2 separate regions of the Danio rerio genome follow, and region 1 is linked to region 2. Evidence: chromatin contacts called from public Hi-C data. All regions are on one chromosome and are shown on one strand. The core of a region is the stretch at or near the end of the contact, and the rest is flanking DNA. Distances in the headings are between cores, read along the strand shown.

Region 1 (3,134 bases), core at 563-3,062, 150 kb before region 2:
CCTGTAGAGTTACTGGTTTAAGAAAATAAGATAAAGAAATAGATGCAAATATGCCAATAATACTCTTACTGTACAACTGTTCTGTTCTAAGACTAGCATGCTACGCTGAATCCACTTCCGCAAAAGATGAAGTGAAAGCAACTGTATTTTCTTTGGTTTGAATTCAGAAGAAACTTACGCGCTACCTGCGAACTAAAGCTACACCTTAAAGGGGTAGTTCACGCAAAACTGAAAGTTCAAAGTCATCAGCATTTATTCACTCTTCACATGATACAAAGCCATTTGACTTTTTTTTTCTTCTGTTAAACACAAAAGTACATATTTTGAAGAAAGCTGGAAACATTGACTTCCATAACATTTCTTTCTTCTACTATAAAAGTGATTGTACAGCCTTTCAGCTTTCATCACAATATGTTCTTTTGTGCTCAACAGAAGAAAGAAAGTCAAACAGGTTTGTAACAAATAAAGAGTGAGTTAAATTTCATTATGGTGTGAACTATCCCTTTAACTTCCGTACAATAGAGTATGTGTAACACTAGTGTCACTGTGCAGGAAAGGACAGTTGTCTATTTGTTTATGCTTATATGCCAACACAAAAACAGTACAGGTGGATCGGCAGCTCTGTCCTGCAAGCCATTCAGTTTAACCTCATTTAACACAAAGATGATGACCTCAATGCACCGAGCAGAGAATGCACACCCTTTCATTTATACATGTGTGAAAGACATACCTAAAAACAAATCTATGACCTGCACCAACAAGCCTGTGAGTTTCAACACTCATGATAGATGCATAAAAAATGTTGTGAGCTGCAGCTGCGGTTTATTTTGGAGATTTCACCATTTGATGATCAAGGGAAAGGGAGTGGTGTCTTCAAAATCATAGTCTAATCCTCTGATTTAGCAGCAGGGCTCTCATCCAGACTGAGGTTAGCAATCGAGGCAAAGCGCATTAAGACGAGCGATTACATATTGCTCCTCCAGAATGGTTTCCCACAAGTGAATCCATCAGGGAGAACGGCAAAGGACTGGCTAACTTTCAGAGGGACGTGGATGACCTAGATTCAATAGCAAAAAAAAAAAAAAAAAAAAAAAACTGCTGCCAAAAGACAATGTTGTGAATTCCAGATTGAGATGTCTCTGATCATGTGTCCTACTTCACAATCTGTGACAGTTCACTGATAAGGGCCACTGTTTAAAGGGCCCCCTTTGAAACGCATTTAAACAAAGAAACAATTATTTATAAACTCCCAGAACTATTGCTTATCCATCAGCTTTACAGTTATGCTCTTACATAAAAACATTAGAGTATTAGAGGACAGTTATGTAAACGTGCAGCAATTCTCTATGGACCAAACTGATGCATCGTGAACACTCAAGAGGTGTAAACAAGTCCAAAACAAATGAAAATAAAAGGCAAACGTAAGGAGATTAAAGGTAGTAGAGATGGTAAAGATGTATAAGATCAAATATAAAAATAAGTTTTGAAAAACAGCTCACAAAATGAAAATATAAGTAGTTATTTTGAAACTCATAAAGCAGCAGCAGCAGTGGCAGTTCACGAGGCTCTTCAGCGAGTATTGCCACACCAACACTCATCATCACTTTTACTCTTCAGAGTTTTAATGTAAGCTCTTAAAACTCCACCCATACACATGATTATTTGGAGACCGAATATTTAAGCAATGAATGATGAAGTGTAGCAAAAACATAGGCGGTTATTTTTTAACAGTACCTTAAGCGATCCTGTCTTGTGTCATATTAACTTCTGCCGCGGAGTTCCGCCATTGACGCCCTGGCAACAGTAAAGGGCTTGAGGCACATATTTTCACTTTGATACAAACCCCTCATCCAATCAGAGGCCGCATCGCTGTGTTTTCCTCATGTCTACTGTCAGTTTTAGCCAATCAGATGATTTAACTTCTTCTGTCCCCGCCTCATCTTTTGTTAAAAACCCAAAGCACACGAAGGCGTCAATGCAGAGCTCCCTGGCGTCAGATTGTGTTTATCACAAAGTAAAACTGATTGTCTTGTGCGTATTTATTGATTATGGAGAAGTACCAAAGTCCAACACTTTCAACAGAGTTATTTACAGGCAACTTTATCAAAATGCGGAATACAAAACTTCTGTGAAAGCAGAAAGTATGAAAGCAGGTTTGTTTATTTGGCTAATGTGTTTTATTTTGCGTTTTTACTCGTACGAAAATAAACCACGTTTTTTAATAGTAATATGTAGTAACATGCTTCTTGGCAGATTGATTACCATTTATTTAACCAGTTTTACTACGAAACCATATATCTAGTGGGCAAAATAATGGTTAATTTGTAATAAATAAGGTTTATCTTAACTATAGCTTTTTAAAGTAATATTTATATTTATAATTATAGTACCATCAGTTAGTAGCCTAATGTACTCATACTTAATGGGGTGTATACATAATTCATGTAGAAATATATAGTGTAAATAGTAAATAAGCTAGCCTGTAGCCAGGGGGGTTTGGAGGGTTCGAAAGACCCACCCCTCAATGACAAAGGTCAAGAATTTGTCCCATACATGAGCTTATTTGTCCTATTTTGACTGCTACACCATCATAAATTGTAAAATAACCCATCAAAAAAGGCTTTAAGACCAAGCAAGAAAACACAATTGGATGTAGCCTAAGTGAAATAATCTTTCACTACTGTTTTGTTTTTAAATAGTGAAAATATTTTTCATTTCATATTAAACTTTTTTATAAATCTTGGGATATTGTTGTTCTCTATAAATTTTCAATCAAATTTACTTGTTTTTACAAGAGGCTAGAAAAATCACGAAGCTCTTTTATTATTATTATTATGTTTTAATTTTTTATATAATAAAATAGCCAAGTTTTGACTGAGGAAAATTTAACGTGCTTGACAGCTTGTTATTTGCTTAATAAATGACAATAGACTACAGTTTATACTTTAAAACTTTATCAGATTTCTTTTTTTTTCTAATGATATATGTTGTGGTAAATTTGTATTTTAAATATAAGTATTTATTCATGGCACGGCAGTGGCGCAGTAGGTAGTGCTGTCGCCTCACTGCAAGAAGGTCGCTGGGTTGCTCGTTCGAACCTCGGCTCAGTTGGCATTTCTGTGTGGAGTTTGCTT
Region 2 (3,007 bases), core at 111-2,610:
ATGCTGCCTCATAAGCAATAAAACTTTAAATAAATTGTTCACCCCAAAATGTAAATTCTGCCATCATTAGCTCATACTCCACTTGTTCCAAACCTGTTTGCATTAATTTCTTTTGTTCAACACAAAGTAATATATACTGCAAAATTTTGGGGAAAAGCAGCCCCTGACATCTTTAGTATGTTTTGTTCCCACTATAGATGTCAGTGGCACTTTTTTCCAACATTATTCAAAATATCTTGTTTTGTGCTTCGAAAGAAGAAACAAATTCAAAAACAGTTGGGATGTGAGCAACTGATGAGGGGATTTTCATTTTGTGTAAACTATCCCTTTAAATGAAATCCTCAATTTAGATGCAGAATTTTGTGTTTGCACTTTTTATGTTCGTTTTAGCACTTTATATAAGGTATAAAACATTGATCTCAAACTCAATCCCTGGAGGGCCACAGCTCTGCAGATTTTAACTCCAACCACCTCCAAATCACACTTGCTTAATAAGCTGCATCCCAAATGGCTTATTATACACCATGCACTTATGCACGATGCACGATGCACTTACACACTCAACAGCAGAGTATATGTAGTGTCGTCCCAAATGGAACACTAACTTTTTTACCAAGCGGAAATTCTAACTATTTCCCAGATGAAGTTTGTTGATTGCCAAATTAGTGAAATAAATGGCCAAACACCCAAATAAAACCTGCCATGAGAATAACCACATTCACCATCGGGAGGCGCTATAATCACTCTCGTAGGAGAATTTTGCTTTCACAATCCATTATAAATGATGTAGTTGACTGCGTGAAGTGTCCATCTCTACACACTTCATTTTACTGGTTAAAAAAGTGCATCATCTGGGTATTTAAAGTGCACTTATTGTTTTTAGAGTTTTCAGTGTGAATGCACTTAGTTCTTACACTATTTATACTACAAAATGGCGTACAATAGTGCATAAGCATGCGATTTGGGACGCACCTATAGTCTCTAGTCTTGAACATATTGATTAGTTTGCTCAGCTATGTTTGATTAGGATTGGAGCGAAACTGTACAGATTGAGTTTGAGACTTGGTATAAAACACGTCTGAAGAATGTAAATGACCTTTATTGATTTTGAATGATGATGCTAATGATTCATGTGCAGGTTCTGGAGCAGCATTCAGACGGGAGGTGGAAAGGCTGCATACATGATAACCGCACAGGCAATGACAGAGTGGGCTACTTCCCCTCCAGCATGGTGGAGGTGATCAGTAAGAGGCCTGGGGCTGCGGGTAAGAGAGGACAACAGGCGGGTCAGTGCTGCCTCTTATTGAGACCTCGTACACACGTACAGATGCATAAGCAATGCTGCTGAACTCGATGACCCTGATTCTGTTCGCAGCCAGCTGTTCGTGCTGCTCATGTGCACTGGATTGAGAGCCAGACAGGGCCATCTGCTTTTGTGGCAACAAAAACAGGGCAAATTTAGAGCATCTTTAGCTTTTTTCTCATCCCTTAATGCTCAGTTAGAAAGGAAGCTGGTGATTAGTACTTTAAATAGAAAAGACCATGTTTCCGTTTATACACTGACAGAAGAGATGGTCTGTTGGTCAGCTGGAATCAAATAAAGCCTTTAGTCCAATGCTAGTTAAAGAATCAGATGTTGTATCAATGAAGCGCCAAAGTCCCTTTAAGGCATGTTATTTCACAAGGCGGCCATCTTTGAAATACCTCTATATAATTATAATGGCGTGTCCAATCACGCTGGTCTACTGAATTTATTCCCAGCTTGGTTTTGATGGCAAATCTCCTCCCAAAATGACAGCGGCCTACTTTACAAGTTTGTGGGCGTTCAAGTAGTTGCCGTCATGGGATTTGCATTTTATTTTGGTGGAAGCAGAGGTCAGATGGAACAGCGTACCTCGTGTTTGTTTCATAAAGATTACAAAGCAATAAAACATTTGTTTTTCAAGTGTAGTTGATTTCAAGCTTTGTGAAGATATATTTCTCATGTCTGTGAAGCAAGCGTTCGCTTAGATTCCGGAGGATTCATAACAATGAAGCTGCAGAAACTGTCATAAAACACATGTCTGGACTGAGCCCCTCTCCCGGAGAATCGTCACTCTATACTGATCAGTGTTTGGCTCCTTTATTAGACGGCATAGCTTCCTTTCCTAGAGCGACCACATTGATGGTTACACTTTTCCCCATTCAAATCTATACGAGTGAAACATCTTATGTAGTCTATAGTCTTTGGGAACACAAGACTCACACAATTCAAAACACTTCAGGTATTTGAAAGTTACATGATTGTATTAATTCTACAGAAGCTTTGGGTTAACATACTGTATATGTCCTTACAGTCCAAATGTATTTAAAATATATTTGTTGTTCTGTAGCATAAGAGTTTTGCACACTGATAGGTTTTAGAGACATCAACATTGCTTTTTTTATACTCCTGAACGTGACATAAAGCAAAAAAAAAAACTGACTGGTTGCTCTTCTGGCTCCACTGGCTTTTGGGACATCTTGGGCCAATGAAAGCTGCTATGCAGTCCAGACTGTCTGTCATCGGTTTAAAGTAAATATTGTAAAAATTTTACTCCTTGAAACCCTTCATTGCGGGTGGCTCTTTGAACCTGACAGTTCTGAGCACTTTGATTCTGAATGAGCCTGTAGTAGTGCAGTGGTTCCCAAAGTAGGGGTTAGGGTAGAAGTTGCTTGACGATTTCGGTAAATCAAGTTCATTTTATTAAACAATTAGAATGACCATATTTTATCCATAACCTACTAGAGAACAAAATTGTAGTTACTAGTAGCATTGTTAACATGTTAATAATTAACATTTTAAAAAAAAACTTGCAAATAAAAAGCCATTATTCGTTTTTTTTTTTTTTTTTTTTGCGACCCCTGGGGTGATTACATTATATTAAAGACACAGCAATAGCGTCAGACCAGGTTAAACTTTCTGACACCTTTATGGTACTCGCATATATATAAAATATATATAAAACAGTCCACAACTAAATGTAAA

The links. A called contact is a pair of places that touch in the nucleus more often than the background predicts.
Region 1: a contact with region 2 is called in a Hi-C map of fibroblasts, with 4 times the contacts expected there. The contact joins the promoter of crlf3 here to the enhancer-like site in region 2. A contact is called at or near these places in 6 of 18 Hi-C or Micro-C datasets (caudal fin, embryo, fibroblasts and 2 more) and 1 of 4 datasets of contacts at active chromatin or transcription factors (embryo).

Annotation. Positions count from the first base shown.
Region 1 is chr3:34,669,721-34,672,854 of GRCz12tu, reverse strand. It overlaps crlf3 (cytokine receptor-like factor 3), which reads right to left and starts at 1,812. Exons shown (of 9, transcript NM_001017817.2): 1 at 1,735-1,812.
Region 2 is chr3:34,516,389-34,519,395 of GRCz12tu, reverse strand. caskin1 (CASK interacting protein 1) reads left to right here. Exons shown (of 19, transcript XM_073944747.1): 10 at 1,139-1,265. Among named protein-coding and RNA genes, the nearest start is that of traf7, 48 kb to the right of the region's middle. Within about 2 kb of position 1,360, at least 2 of the 62 cell types and tissues checked have an H3K27ac peak or open chromatin away from gene starts, as enhancers often do.